Regions from separate parts of the Mus musculus genome. Here all the other regions are linked to region 1. A link is a contact called in public Hi-C data. All regions are on one chromosome and are shown on one strand. Each heading gives the region's core, a stretch centred on a gene start, on an enhancer-like site or on the middle of the called end of the contact. The rest is flanking DNA. Distances are from core to core; before and after follow the strand shown.

Region 1 (4,448 bases), core at 1,285-3,784:
AGGAAAACATCCTCTATTTTATTTAGAATAAAAACTCATAACAATAAAATAAAAATAATAAACATTTATTCTAAATCACACAGAAAAAAGTAGACAAGATAGATTTTCTATTTATTATTTAAAATAGTTATGGAGACTACTATCAATATAATCCATATACTTAAAAGTTCTTTCAAAACACCTTCAACTCTTACTATGTTTAATGGCAAAACTGTAGATTGTTTCTTCCCAAATGAGTATCAAGATAATAATATTCCTCACACCTCTTTAATTCAACCAAATGCTGGTAATGTCTGCTAGTGAAACGAGACAATAAAAAGGAATTTTCATGTATATCAATAGGAAACAGAGAAAAAGTTTTTCTCTTTATGGAGAAAACAAGATTGCCAAGAAGCAAAACTGAAAGAATTAGTAACATACCTCCTATACCTCACATGAGACCATATCCAGGTCATTTCCTAAAAGAGGAATGTCAAACCCCACAATTCTCTCCATAATTGCATCTTACAATGAAATTGGAAGTTTAATTTAAACATAACAGTGATTGCTATAGGCTCTAAAAGGGAGAGGACCCAGTAAATGATATACAGGGTATTTCATTTTTCTTTCTTTTTCAATAGTGGTGAAATTTGATACTAAAATGAGGATCTATACAGGAATTGTCATCTGTAAAACTATTGGGAAGAAACAATCTACAGTTTTGCCATTAAACATAGTAAGAGTTGAAAGGTGTTTTGAAAGAACTTTTAAGTATATGGATTATATTGATAGTAGTCTCCATAACTATTTTAAATAATAAATAGAATATCTATCTTGTAAAAATATGGAATTCTCTTCTTTTTCTTTTATTGTTTCTTTTTGTTTTGTTTTTGTTTTTTGTTTGCTTTTTTTTTCGAGGCAGGGTTTCTCTGTATAGCCCTGGCTGTCCTGGAACTCACTTTGTAGACCAGGCTGGCCTCGAACTCAGAAATCCACCTGCCTCTGCCTCGCGAGTGCTGGGATTAAAGGCGTGTGCCACCAGGCCCAGCTGAGGGAATTCTTTAACACAGAGTAAGTTTTATTATATGCAAACTGAGAAGCAATTTATGAGGTCAGAGCCTTATTAGGAATGCTAATTATATTTGTGCCAACTTGACACAAACTACAGCCATGTGAAAGTCATTTGATTGAAAAAGAAATCCTCTATAAGATAGGGCTGTGGGGAACCCTGTAGGGCTTTTTCTTAATTAGTGATTGTGTGGGGAAGATCCAGTTCATTGTGGATAGTGTTATCCCTGGACTGGTGGTCTTAGGTTCTATAAGAAGAGGCTGAACAAGCCATATAGAGCAAGCCAGTAAGCAACACCCTTTCATGGCCTCTGCATCAGCTCCTGCCTCCAAGTTTCTACACTGTTTTGAGTTCCTGTGGAAGTGTAAGTCAAATAAATCCTTCCCTCCCCAACATGCTTTTTGATCATGGTGTTTCACCACAGCAATAGAAACCCAAAGACATTGGGTGATATGCAGAGTGTGACAAACAACTGTAAGTATGTTACAACTGTGTGGCACAGTGTCTCTGAGAGGGCTTGGAAGTCCGTGGAAACTGTAAGAATGAAGGCAAAGTATATACATACAACGATACTCTAGCTTTTAAATGTAATTATATCTGTGTACCTAAATTGAACACAAATTTACAAGGGACATGGTATCTTGGCTATTAAATGAAGAACTACAAGTAGAATAGAACTGAATAGGATTGAACTAGACTGTTCTACATAGTAACTCATTTTTGCTTTATATAGATGCAGATGGTTACATAAACAAATGCATATACATTTGCAGAATAGTGTTGTCTTTGTGCACATACACACACACACGTGTGTGTTCACCCACAAGTAGATATGTGCAGTAGTGCTTTATTTAGCTAAGAAATGTTGGATGCTATGCTAGAAAGGTAGCTTGGACATTCTTAGTGACAAAATCCTGATTTAATACACCAGCAACCAATGAATGAAGGACTCTTTGGGCATATGGAGAACTCTAAACTGAAAGGACACTATCCACCAAGAGCCTTTTGCACACTGAACAGAAAACAAAACAATCCTAGTAAAGAGCAAGTCAATAAAACCCCACTTTAAGGGGCTCATAGGTGGCATGTGATGGAACCTCTGAACAATGTGAGCCCTAAAGTAATTAGGTTATATCTCGTATGCGGATATAAAAAGCTAATAAATAAGGAATGGGAGAAAAGAAAGTTCTGCATAGAATAACCCAATTGTGTCAGACACCAACAGTAGTAATTTGTGCAGCTCCGTGAGCATTAGATGCACAGAGGAGAGTGGAGTTTTATTATCAGGCTCTTCCTCACAAAACACATTACTACAATCTAATTTGCCAACCGGCAAGTTTCAAGAGGCTCTAGGACCAAATATTGAAAATGCTCATGAGGTTCATGAAGTTTAAGACACAAAGCTTAAGAAGCTCTTTGCAGAGGAGGAAATACAAACCAGGGAGAAGGTAAGAACGGGGAAGATTTGGATTAAGTGGAATTTACTTGCCTAAAAGATTAGCAAAAGCTTATATCCAACATGCTGCAGAAGGCCATATAAATCACCACAGTCACAAATATATAGTTGTGTCTCACTTGTGGACAAAGATGCAACATCACTAAGTCATATAACAGGAACAATTATTTCTATACTGGGCATGATCTTATGTCTCATCACCGTAACCTTCGCTGCTAGGCTGGGTTCACCAGTGGTTGAACCCATCCTGACATAGTCTTTGAAGAAACTTTGTTCATGATACTTAATACAGCTGTAGTGACAACGCTTGTCAATTTAACACAAACACCATCTACACTCATTTACTTCGTTTATTCATTTATACTCATTTGAGGGGGATGTGTGCAAAGGTTCATGTGTGGTGCTCAGGGGACAGAAGAGTCAATTCTCTTCCTCTACCTTGTGGATTTTAGGGGCCCAAGTTAGGTTAGCCATCTTGGCAGCAAGTGCCTTTACCTGCTATTCCATCTTGCTGGCCCCACCAATCCAGTCTTAATTATGGTGTGCTTTAACATTTTCAACTTTTTTTCCAGCATAGGTATTACCCAGTCATTTTATAATCACACACTCTGCTGAACATGAACTTTGAGAAACATGATCTTTATAGTAGCCATGTTATAAATAAACCAAATACTCAGCCCTTTCAGCAGCATAAGCGGCTGCCCAAGCATGGGGTAGCCATCTCTCCTTTGCCTAGTGCTGCCAGTGACACCTCGGATTTAGTCAATTATATGTGAGCAACAATAATGGTGGTAATTTTTAGCAATAAATCTAAAGACAGACTTGTAGGCTTTCCTGCTTGATTCTCTACACCCACAACTCGTTAAAAAGTCAACGAAGAAAGTTTCTTCTTGTGTATAGTATATTAAAGGAACATAGAAAAATAAGAAAAACTCAAAATCTTATTAGAGCAGTATAGGAAACACTTGTAACTGCTAGAGAAAGAGTCATCCAATACTCTGGGGATGTTTGAATGAGAAAAAAAAAGTGCGGTTCTGTATGTTTTCAGCCAGTGTTAACTGGTTCCACATAAAATGTATGCAACTCTCCTCTCATCAATACACTCATTTATACACCTGTATGGAACTTGGCACCTTCGAATATAGATAGGTTCCAAGTGCTTCTGCCAGAACTCAAATAAAAGGTCATGTCCGAAATCACCAAACACGTGATGCCTCCAAGGCCCCCGGAGAGACATTTCAGAGACTTTGGAATTGTGTCTTCAGAGACCTTGCTCCGTGCGTTTACTAACCTCCGAAGTAAGAGCCATCTGTCAGCTTCATTTCTTTACTGGACTTGGTGATAACGCCAGCAACACCGTGCTGGATGAAATACATTTTCTTCCCCACAGCTCCTTCTCGAATGATATAGTCTCCGGGCTGGAACACCTCAAATCTCAGCTTGCTCAGCATGGCCGTCACGAAATTGGGATCGGCGTTAGCAAAAAGAGGCATAGTTGCCACCAGTTTCCGGCAGTTGAAGTTGACTATTTCCTAAAGGCAGCAAGAGTGAGCACACAGGAAGGGGGATATCAGTCAGAGCTGGGAGAAAAGTCTAAGTTCAGCATTTAAAAACATGAATGTTCAGAATAATGGCTAATTTACATTTGTGAAAAGATATATAAATTGTAACCCACATATGTCACCAATGTAATACATTTTGTTTAATTTTTAAAATTTCTTTAAAATTTCACTCGCACAGTTAGTGTAGAAAAGAAATACAATTAATATTCAATAATATTAATTAAATAATATGAGTATTAATTTTATTACCCTTATTTATATATTATTTTGCATTTGAAATTACAGCTTAAGTGTGGAATCTTAATCTTGCTCTTATGGTTTTCAATGAAAAATGTGATGTTCCATCGGACTAGGTGCAGTGTTACTTGGCCTATGTTTCACG
Region 2 (4,448 bases), core at 1,263-3,762, 320 kb after region 1:
TTCTAGTTTTTTGTTATTAAGATTGTCGACTATTTTTTGAAATTGTCTTTTTTTAAAAATATATAAAGTATAATTTACATTACATTTCCATGCAGGAATCAAAAAAGAGATGATATTCAAACTCTATTCCGATTCCCACTTTTGAAATTCTATAGCATGTAACAACCCTAATTTGCCGTAGACAGAGCAAGATCATCTATGAGTTTGCTTCCACGAGTATCTTCTTCACGGAGGAAACACGTTGTATTACTTGGGAAGCTGTTTTAGCCTGAACATTCTTTCAATCAGACTCAGTTGCAGACAATAAATGGTATTAGCTAGTGTAAGTACTTCAGTAAGGTTTTCCTATGTGTTTTTCCAAATAAGCATTTTTAAATTAAATCTTTCCTAAAATCTATCCACTCTGTGACAAGGAATAGAGACTGCTGATTTTTGAGACGATAAATACCTCAGGGAAGATGGACAGTCTTCTACTCAAGCTTTGTTGGGCTATATTCCACAGTTAGGTTGATTCAGAACTGTGGACAGCTCCCTCCCTTGCATGCTGGTAAGGGCAATTTCGGTTAGTTTCTAAACGCTACTGGAAGTAATGTTGTTTTTTATTATTGCTATGTTTGCTGGCAGTTTACCGGAAGCCTATGCATCCACTCAGTGTGCACATAGACCCCTTTCGTTGTTGTTGTTTATTTTATTGTTGTTGCTGCTGCTGCTGTCGCTTTCCCTAGTTGGAACGAATGAAATAAACAAGTGAATATCACCTCTAGTTACTAGTTTGGGATTTTTAGAAGGAAGCTCTGCCTGTGTTCAGGAGCGTGTCGCAGTAATAAGAGGATCTGCTTCACGACCTTCATTTGTCAGTCTCTAAACATGCTTATTAACCAAATGAATACTCGAGCCACAAATAAGATCAGGAAACTCATATTAATTTTCTCCTGCTGACAGCTCTGCTGCCCTTCTTCCCAGGCTGGGAAACTGGAAAGACATTTCTGAAATGGATTTGTAGTCAAGGTCAAGAGCGGGTGTCGCTCTATTTCAGGAAGGGGACTTTGAAAACGACCCCCCTGCCTCTGTTTCGGGAACTCAAGGCTTCCAGTCAAGTTCTTGCCCAGTGGGGCAGCGCCCGCTCCGCTAAAATCTCAAGTCAGAGACTGACTACCCAAGCGCAAGTGCCCTTCCTGTGCCTGCCAGCCACTGATCTGGAGAAATTCAGTGGTGACAGGGGTGCCTATAAGCATAAGAACAACAGATTAACACTCCCAGGGGCGAGAGTGGCAGGAACAGCTAGGACCTGTGAGTCACTGTCTCCAGTTTCCTCATCTCCGGGATCCCAGAAGCATCTTTTTTCATTTCTTTGGGGAACTGCTCTTAGCAAGGATACCTGTCTCGTCCTAACATTACCAAACTAAAAGTTTCCCTAGTGCAACTTAACAACCTCCCGTCCACGGGTCACGGTGGCCTTCTTCCCTCCTCTGCTGTCCCCAAAGTTCACCAGGCAAAGGAGAAGAGCCTCCCTGGCGCTCCGGGGAGAAGAAACTCCCTACCCTAAACCTGTCGTCGGTGGAAACTAGTTGGAAGAGTGGAGTATGGCCAGTCTAAGTAGAAGCCTCCAGCATCGCCGCCCCGCCTGCCCCGCACCCCCACTGTGAATCCCCGGGGCGCACCTTCCCAGAGGCAGGATAGGATGCTGGAAGGCGCGTCAGGGGGAGCAGGGTGGGGCGGCTCCAGGGAGTCCTCACCTGAAGTCACTGTACGGATGGATAATCCAGAAGCCTGCAGTTTTAACCCTTTCCTGCTCCTTCTCCACCGCCTTCTGGCTCCCAAACATGCGGAGGGAGAATTTGTTGACCCCAGGCTGCAGCATGGAGGTGAACTGCCTCTGCATGAAACCATACTGCCGCCGGGGCCCCTCGGCATCCTCGAAGCTGCCCGCCGGCTCCTCTCCTCCGCCGCCGTCCACCTTGAAGCACACGGAGTTGCCATGTTCCTTCCCGGCCGCGCCGCCCCCCGGCGGGGTCCCCAGGCGCTTGTCGGCCGCCACCGGCCCCGTCGCGGGCGCCTTGGAGGGGAAGACGCTGTTGCCATCGTCGCGGCTGTTGGACGCGGAGTTGGGTTTGCCGCCGCCTTCCATGCCCGGAGGACGCGACCGGCGACGGCGCGGGCTCCAGACTCGCCGGGGGCTCGAAGCCAAGGAGCAGGGGCCGGAGCCGGCTGCCCGTCGCGGCGGCAGCGGCGGCGGCGGCTACTGCTTCCCGCCCGCCCGCTGCTCCGCTGCGCGCCTGGCTCCCGCCGCCGCCGCTGCCCTCAGTGGCTGCGCTGCCGGCTCTGCCGCGCTCCGGGCTCCGCCGCGCCTGGTACTGAGGCTGAGGCTGAGGCTGCGGGCGCGGGGCGAGGCTCCTCCGCTCGGCACCCGCGCGCCAGCGCCGCCCCTCGGCTGCCCCCTGCTGGCCGCAGACCGCCTCTACCCGCGCGCGCCCCGCCGCTCGCCTGTGCCACTTCTGCCCAGCGTGACATTGAACTCCTGAGCCCGCCCCGGACGCGTATTTGTACGTTTGGAGGGAGGCTCTCTGGATGTGGGTTTGCAAAAGTGGGAGGGCAGAAAAGGGAAGGAGGGGGAGGAAAAGGGGAGGAGGGAAACGACAGAGGGAAGGAGAGATGGAAGGAGGGAGGCAGGGGGGGAGAAGGGAAAGACAGACAGACAGACAGACAGACAGACAGAGACTGAGAGAGAGCTGAACTAGCAAATTGCGTTAATTCAGAACAAAACTCCACCTAAAACACCAGAGACACTGAACGCCTGTTGGAATGATGTTACAAATAGAGAAAGGGGGTCAGGTTAATTCTGCACACTATCAATCCACTTGTAAAGCTAGGTGAAGATAAAATCAAGGAGACACGCTGAAAAAGGCATGTCGTGGAAAAGAGGGAGAGAGGGACAGAAGAGAGAAGCAAGAAGACAAGAGGGAAAAATGAAAGATGGGGGCGGGGAGGGGCACACAACTAGCAAATAGATCTTTGTAGCCCTGGATAATCAGCTGCCTGGAGCTTTTCAGATTAAGGATCTGTACCTAGGGACAGACAACTGACCTCCTTCTACTTATCCTGTTTATTCTCACACAGCTCCTTAAACGGGAATGGGGTTCCTTCCTAGGAAGGCCACTAACATCAACACACATGTGAGCAAATTTATTGGCCAGTCCTGCTGGAAAGAAAAGAAAAAAATGTGTAAGAGATAAGTGGCCTAAGATGACCTTCCTTTTAAGATAAGTTATACAATCAATAACCACACAGAGAGATAAATATGCCGCACTGTGTTCAGCAACACCAGGCTCAGAGGTCGAGATAACTTGGAATCCAGTCAGGATGCCATGAAGTATTCTCTGGTGAAGTTGACCACGTGCGACTGATGCTGAGGACAGCGATCTCAGATTTCTCTTGTTCCCTTGGTGTCTCCCCAACCCACTGGATTAGCTAATGGAAGCAAAATGTGCTGCCAAAGTTACCATTCACTCAGCAGGGCATCTTGGAAGTCTGAAGAGTTTCGAGACTATAAGCAGCCCAGAACATCTGTTCAAGATACCAGCAAGCATTACCTCCATGCCCACAGCCTCTTCAAAGCCAAGCTCACCCAGCCAAGACATAGATAGATCCTCTGATTTACTGTTTGCTAAGGTCGCATGGGAGAGAAGAGACACTTCGGGAAGAGATTCTTTGTCAGAGTGCCAACCTGTGGCACAAGATGAAAAAAAAAAACAGGTGAGGCCAATCACTTTGGGTTTTGTTCTGTTTTGTACTCGGGGAAAACCTGAAATCTGTGATGAAGCCAAGAAACAAGAGAAGCAAGAACAAGAAAGTTCATGAGTTTTCAGAGAAGCCAAGGAAGGAATAGAGAACAGTAGGTCACACAGTATCTGCTTTCAGCCAATCCAAACACACTCTCACAAAATAAATTTATATGGTCAAAATGTTATGATCAGTGATAGGGAAATAGTGGTATAGCATTCTGATCTAGCAGCATAGTGACCTTGGAAACCACAGGTCAGAGGATGATATTCGATGGCAGAGGCAGAGATAACAAGGATGAACAAAACCAAACGCCCTCAAATGGTACAGTATTCAGTCCCACTTTTTAATCATTAAACTGAAAACATTTCTCTACTTTTTCCCATTCTGTATGCCTCCTGATTACCTCTATTTTCAGTGTGAAAATGTATATTTTAACATAAATTTTAAGTTTTATAATAATGTAAAAAAGGACCACCTAGGATGTAATGCTGTCTTGATAAGTTATTCATTCATTCATTCATTCATTCATTCATTTAACAAACCCTTGTCTTTGTTCTATTTCAACTTGTTCGTGATCATGAACAGGCAGTTACTTCAGTAAACTTTCCCTGAGTGTCACTGTCTGTGCTCAGTATGACAGAACTGCTGATGAAAACAAAATCTTA
Region 3 (4,448 bases), core at 726-3,225, 270 kb after region 1:
GAATAAATAAAGTGTGATGTATACCAGAGAGTTGTGGTTACTAAATAATCATGCATTGAACTACATCTTTTACATCACTCATGAAGGAATGCCCAGCTTAGTTGGGACACTTAAGCCTACAGTCTATAAGAGAAAGTATTTTTCATCAAATGTTATTTGTCATTCAGTTATTTCTATGTTGGGGTTTTACTACACTGCTAAGGCTGGCCTGTAACTCATGGTTTCCTCCTGTCTTAATATCCCAAGTAGCTCTGGGATTGCAGTCCCACTACATAGTAACCATAATCAAGGTGATGTTTATACTTTCAACTAATATTGTATAAGACTGTAAAAAGGTTCAAGGGCCATCTCCCTTTGACAAAAAGACTGAGGTCAACAGACAGGTCACTTGAGGTTTTGAGAACCCTTTACTTTTATACAGTGAATAATCCCCAGTTTGCTAAGCTTTTAATCTGGTCTTTATCTCTTTAGAGGTTTGTGATCGTCACAAATTGTTAATAATGCTCCATTTAATTTTCAAGGATTTCCTCACCATATGTGTCTTTTTGGAGGGTCATATAGAATTGTTTTCCCTGTATTAGATTATAAAACATAGATCAGACCTGGAGGTCTGGCATACTTGAAATGAGAAAAGTGATGTCACTTAATTAAAAGAATGAGTTTTCAAAACAAAAATAAAAGAACCCATTTATGTTATGCTAATTATTGAAATTTTATACCCAATGGAAAGATTATACTAAGGGAAAATTTTCTAGGCTAATTTACCTAAATTTCTTCAGATTTTCATATCACCAGACAACATATAACAAAACTTTAACCTAGTTTCAATGAGCTTGGTGTTTACACCATAAATCATTGAACTTACAAATTGACTTAAGAGTGTAACTTCACCCTTTATACATTAATCCCAGGACATTTCATAAATTGATGATCCCCACCAAACATTTCCTTTTACACATTTACCTGTAGCACTGTTGGACCATAGGGAGTAAATTTTAAACTTCCTGCATCTCATTCATAAGATTTCTCTAATTTATCTAGTTTCGGAACATCTTGTATTTTAGTTGAACTAATCCAGGCTGTGGGTGGAAAAACTGCATCTCTAAAGCTGAACGCTGTTCCCTATAGCAGGCAGCTGCTTTCATTGCGAATGATTCATTTAGAACAGTGGCAGCTTCCAGACTTCACACGCGACTTCCCCAAGTATGCTGAATTTAGCATGAGCCAGCCTGGTACTAAAACGCTCGAGCTCAAAGACATGTGGGTGAACTCTTATCTTCCTCTGCAGTCTTAATCCAACAGCTCATACAGCTACTTCTAATGATTAACTTGTATTTCTACTTGTAAATGCATCCTGATGGCATTTATAAGAGTCAAGTGGAGATGTGCCAATTTGGGAGCCATTCAAGGGTTCTTTTGTTTGTTTGTCTTTTGGTTTTGGTTTTGGGGTGTGTGTGTGTGTGTGTGTGTGTGTGTGTGTGTGTGTATAAGAGAGAGACAGAGACAGAGACAGAGACAGAGACAGACAGGGAGACAGAGAGATTATGTTTTAAATTTGTAGGTGGAATAAATGAATTTATATTAAATTATCTAGTGTGATTTCATTTCTTAGTCTTCAGCAAGAATATTGCTAGCAGTCATTAAACATTCATGATATATATTATTATATGGGTGTATCATATAACCAAGAAAACATTCTTCAGCTAAATGAGCTTCTGATTCATTTATTACCAAGGTCATTTATTTATAAGAAAGATCTTGCCAACTCACAACGCTGCCCTGAATGTGTGTGGTTAGCAAATCTCTCTAAGTGCATATTAAATTGCATTTCACAATGATGATGTCAGACAGCTGATGTTTCTGAATGATATCACGGGCACCTTTAAAAATCCTGTCGTGCTGAGCAGATCTAGGTACTGGTGACCATGCCGGGAACAGAAAATATCGGTGTTAAAGAGTGTCCTCTCTGACCACATGCTCTGTCACTTTATCTGATCGGACGCCATCTGCTCATCCGGCTGCCATTCTCTGGGATAACTGGGCTAAAGCCGAAAGCCATTAAAAATAGTCACACTGTCTCTTGTATTTTTAATTGACCGGGCAGCTCTATCCATGACTTTTCTCTCACTGACTGTTCGTCAAAATGGTATTGTGGCCTTGCTTTAAGAGTTAATGTTTGGTTCAAAGATGTCACGATGAGCACTTGCTCCGGGAAGAAAATCACCATTTAGCTCCTTAGACAAGCTGTCAAATGGTGAGCTTAGTGTGTACAGAAGCACAAGCCACAGTGAGAACTGCACAGTTTTACAGGTTAACAACATGGCTCTGGAGTCAGATTGCCAAGACAGGAATACCACCACCACCACCACCACCACAACCACCATCACCACCACCCCCTGCCAGCTCCACCTCTTGCCAGCCGCTTACACCTGGTAAGGAACCATAACGTGTTTCACCGTCGTCATCTGATAACAGCAATAGACTCTATCTCCTCAGCTTTTAGAGAAGATTCAGGGAGTTCATTTGCACAACAGATCAAAAACTGCTCATCAGTTAAGTCAAGGCCCCCAATAGAAATTGGGGGTATTATCAAAAATCATCTTGGACTGGTATTTTGAGATTCGTGAAAGGGCTTCGAGAAGTGAATATTGATTTTCATTTCTATGTGCGCGCGCTATGCAGAAAGGTTACAAGTGCATCCAGTTTCTCCTGTAGACTTCATTTTTTAATATATTCCAGTTTCATATTTTAAGAATGATCCATGTTGTGGCTTTCATCAGTGTTGTGTGCAGGGTTTTATTACTGTGTGTCATTTCCTAAAATCCTGTGAACCAAAATGTCGTTGACAAGCCTCCACAAAAACATTCCTACAGCTGCCCAGAAAGCAAACAAAACTTCCATTTTACGGATTCTACAAAATATAAACCAGCATTTCTGTAGGAGTAAACCAATAATCTAGAATCAGTGGAGTGCTTTCATTAGTGCTCCATTGAGTACTCTGGAGGTCTTTTGACTTTCATTCTTATGCAGACAATCAAATCCAGTTTATAATTAATACAAAGGGCTGTGCTTATGAAGGAAAAAAAGCCAAAAAAAAGAAAGAAAAAAAAAAGAAAAGAAAAAGTAAATATACTAGCTGTGGAAAGAGGTACTCATTTGCTTGATGGTGGTATATTTAACTCCGGCCTTTGGAAACTTGAGTTGGCAGGGCTCTTTCACCATTCCACCCACTGTCTAAGAACAGCAGATGCCCTATTCAGCAGCAACGAGGTCTGACTGGCTAGAATCATTGGAATGATTCCTTTGTGTTTCCTAGTTAGTTATTTCCTTCCTACATATTCTGTGTTTTCACTATTATGAAATGAACTAATTGGGAGAAAAATCTAATAAAACTGTAGGGAGACAAAACAATGAACAAATTTAGTATGCTGAATTCAAACCTAAATTTATAGAATTTAGAGATAACCAAGAGGACAATATATTTTCCTCAAACGTAAAGTCACTGAAATCCCAATATTGTTAGAAACATATTTTAGCATCTTTTATACATGATAATATAGTAGATTACCAATAATACCCTATAGATCTTTATCAAAGATATATATGACATATTTTTCTTAAACAGAATCTTCTAAGGCATAAGAAAAGTCACAGTGACTAGAATAACAATATGTCAGTTAAAGTGTATTTGCATAAAATATAGTCAATAGAATGTTTGATAATTATTCTCAGTTGGCTCAAATGATTCAGAGATATAAAAAAATCACTTAAATATCAGAATGGAGAACTCTGCAAATTATTTGTTCTTAAATTTCATGCAGTTCATGAAACATAGAACATACACACTCAAATAGTCGTCATGGAAGATCCCATGATAGAGTGACGTCAAGACAGAAAAACATGCAGCTTACCTCTTCCCACTGGTGTATGTATCTGATTAACCTTGAAAGGCGTAATAACCGCAAGAGACTGAGAATTTTTGTAAACCTCACGATACGAAGTGCTCTGGCTGTCTTGTAAACTTCTGAGTCCATCCCTTTCTCTACAATGAGAAAGATATAATCCACCGGGATCGATGAGATGAAGTCCACCACAAACCAGCTTTTTAAATAATTCATCTTGATCACTTTAGGGTCCAGGATGATTTCCGAGCTGTCTTCATTGACAGTCCCAGTCCTAAAATTCATGATTAAGTCCAACAGGAAAACAGTATCGGATGCCACGTTGAAAATAATCCACGGTGTTGTCGTCTGCTCTGTGAAGAACGTGATTCCAACTGGTATGATGACCAAATTTCCAACCATCATTATAAGCATGATTAAATCCCAATAAAACCTACAAGGAATAAGAACAAGTTGCAATTTAGGATGTAGAAAGTAATCAGCCATTTTCCATTTAGAAAACAATAATTGAAGACATATAGAAAAATGTAGGTGAGGAGAACAAAC

The links. Hi-C and Micro-C count contacts between places; a contact is called where the count stands out from the background.
Region 2: a Hi-C map of rod photoreceptor shows a contact between it and region 1, with 2.1 times the contacts expected there. The contact joins the promoter of Hcn1 here to the enhancer-like site in region 1. A contact is called at or near these places in 6 of 39 promoter capture datasets (the HPC-7 cell line, embryonic stem cells, liver and 3 more), 2 of 484 Hi-C or Micro-C datasets (brain and rod photoreceptor), 4 of 115 datasets of contacts at active chromatin or transcription factors (PVALB interneurons, forebrain, neural progenitor cells and 1 more) and 1 of 9 other capture datasets (embryonic stem cells).
Region 3: a contact with region 1 is called in a Hi-C map of rod photoreceptor, with 1.5 times the contacts expected there. The contact joins two enhancer-like sites. A contact is called at or near these places in 2 of 484 Hi-C or Micro-C datasets (brain and rod photoreceptor).

The regions. Positions count from the first base shown.
Region 1 is chr13:117,925,132-117,929,579 of GRCm38.p6, reverse strand. Hcn1 (hyperpolarization activated cyclic nucleotide gated potassium channel 1) reads right to left here. Exons shown (of 8, transcript NM_010408.3): 6 at 3,796-4,036. Among named protein-coding and RNA genes, the nearest start is that of Gm3474, 32 kb to the left of the region's middle. Within about 2 kb of position 2,534, at least 1 of the 459 cell types and tissues checked has an H3K27ac peak or open chromatin away from gene starts, as enhancers often do. A contact at or near this core is called in rod photoreceptor, where this site is marked.
Region 2 is chr13:117,600,384-117,604,831 of GRCm38.p6, reverse strand. Hcn1 (hyperpolarization activated cyclic nucleotide gated potassium channel 1) reads right to left here and starts at 2,512. Exons shown (of 8, transcript NM_010408.3): 1 at 1,737-2,512. The coding sequence starts at 2,128.
Region 3 is chr13:117,656,493-117,660,940 of GRCm38.p6, reverse strand. It overlaps Hcn1 (hyperpolarization activated cyclic nucleotide gated potassium channel 1), which reads right to left. Exons shown (of 8, transcript NM_010408.3): 2 at 3,912-4,335. Among named protein-coding and RNA genes, the nearest start is that of Hcn1, 56 kb to the right of the region's middle. Within about 2 kb of position 1,975, at least 28 of the 459 cell types and tissues checked have an H3K27ac peak or open chromatin away from gene starts, as enhancers often do. A contact at or near this core is called in rod photoreceptor, where this site is marked.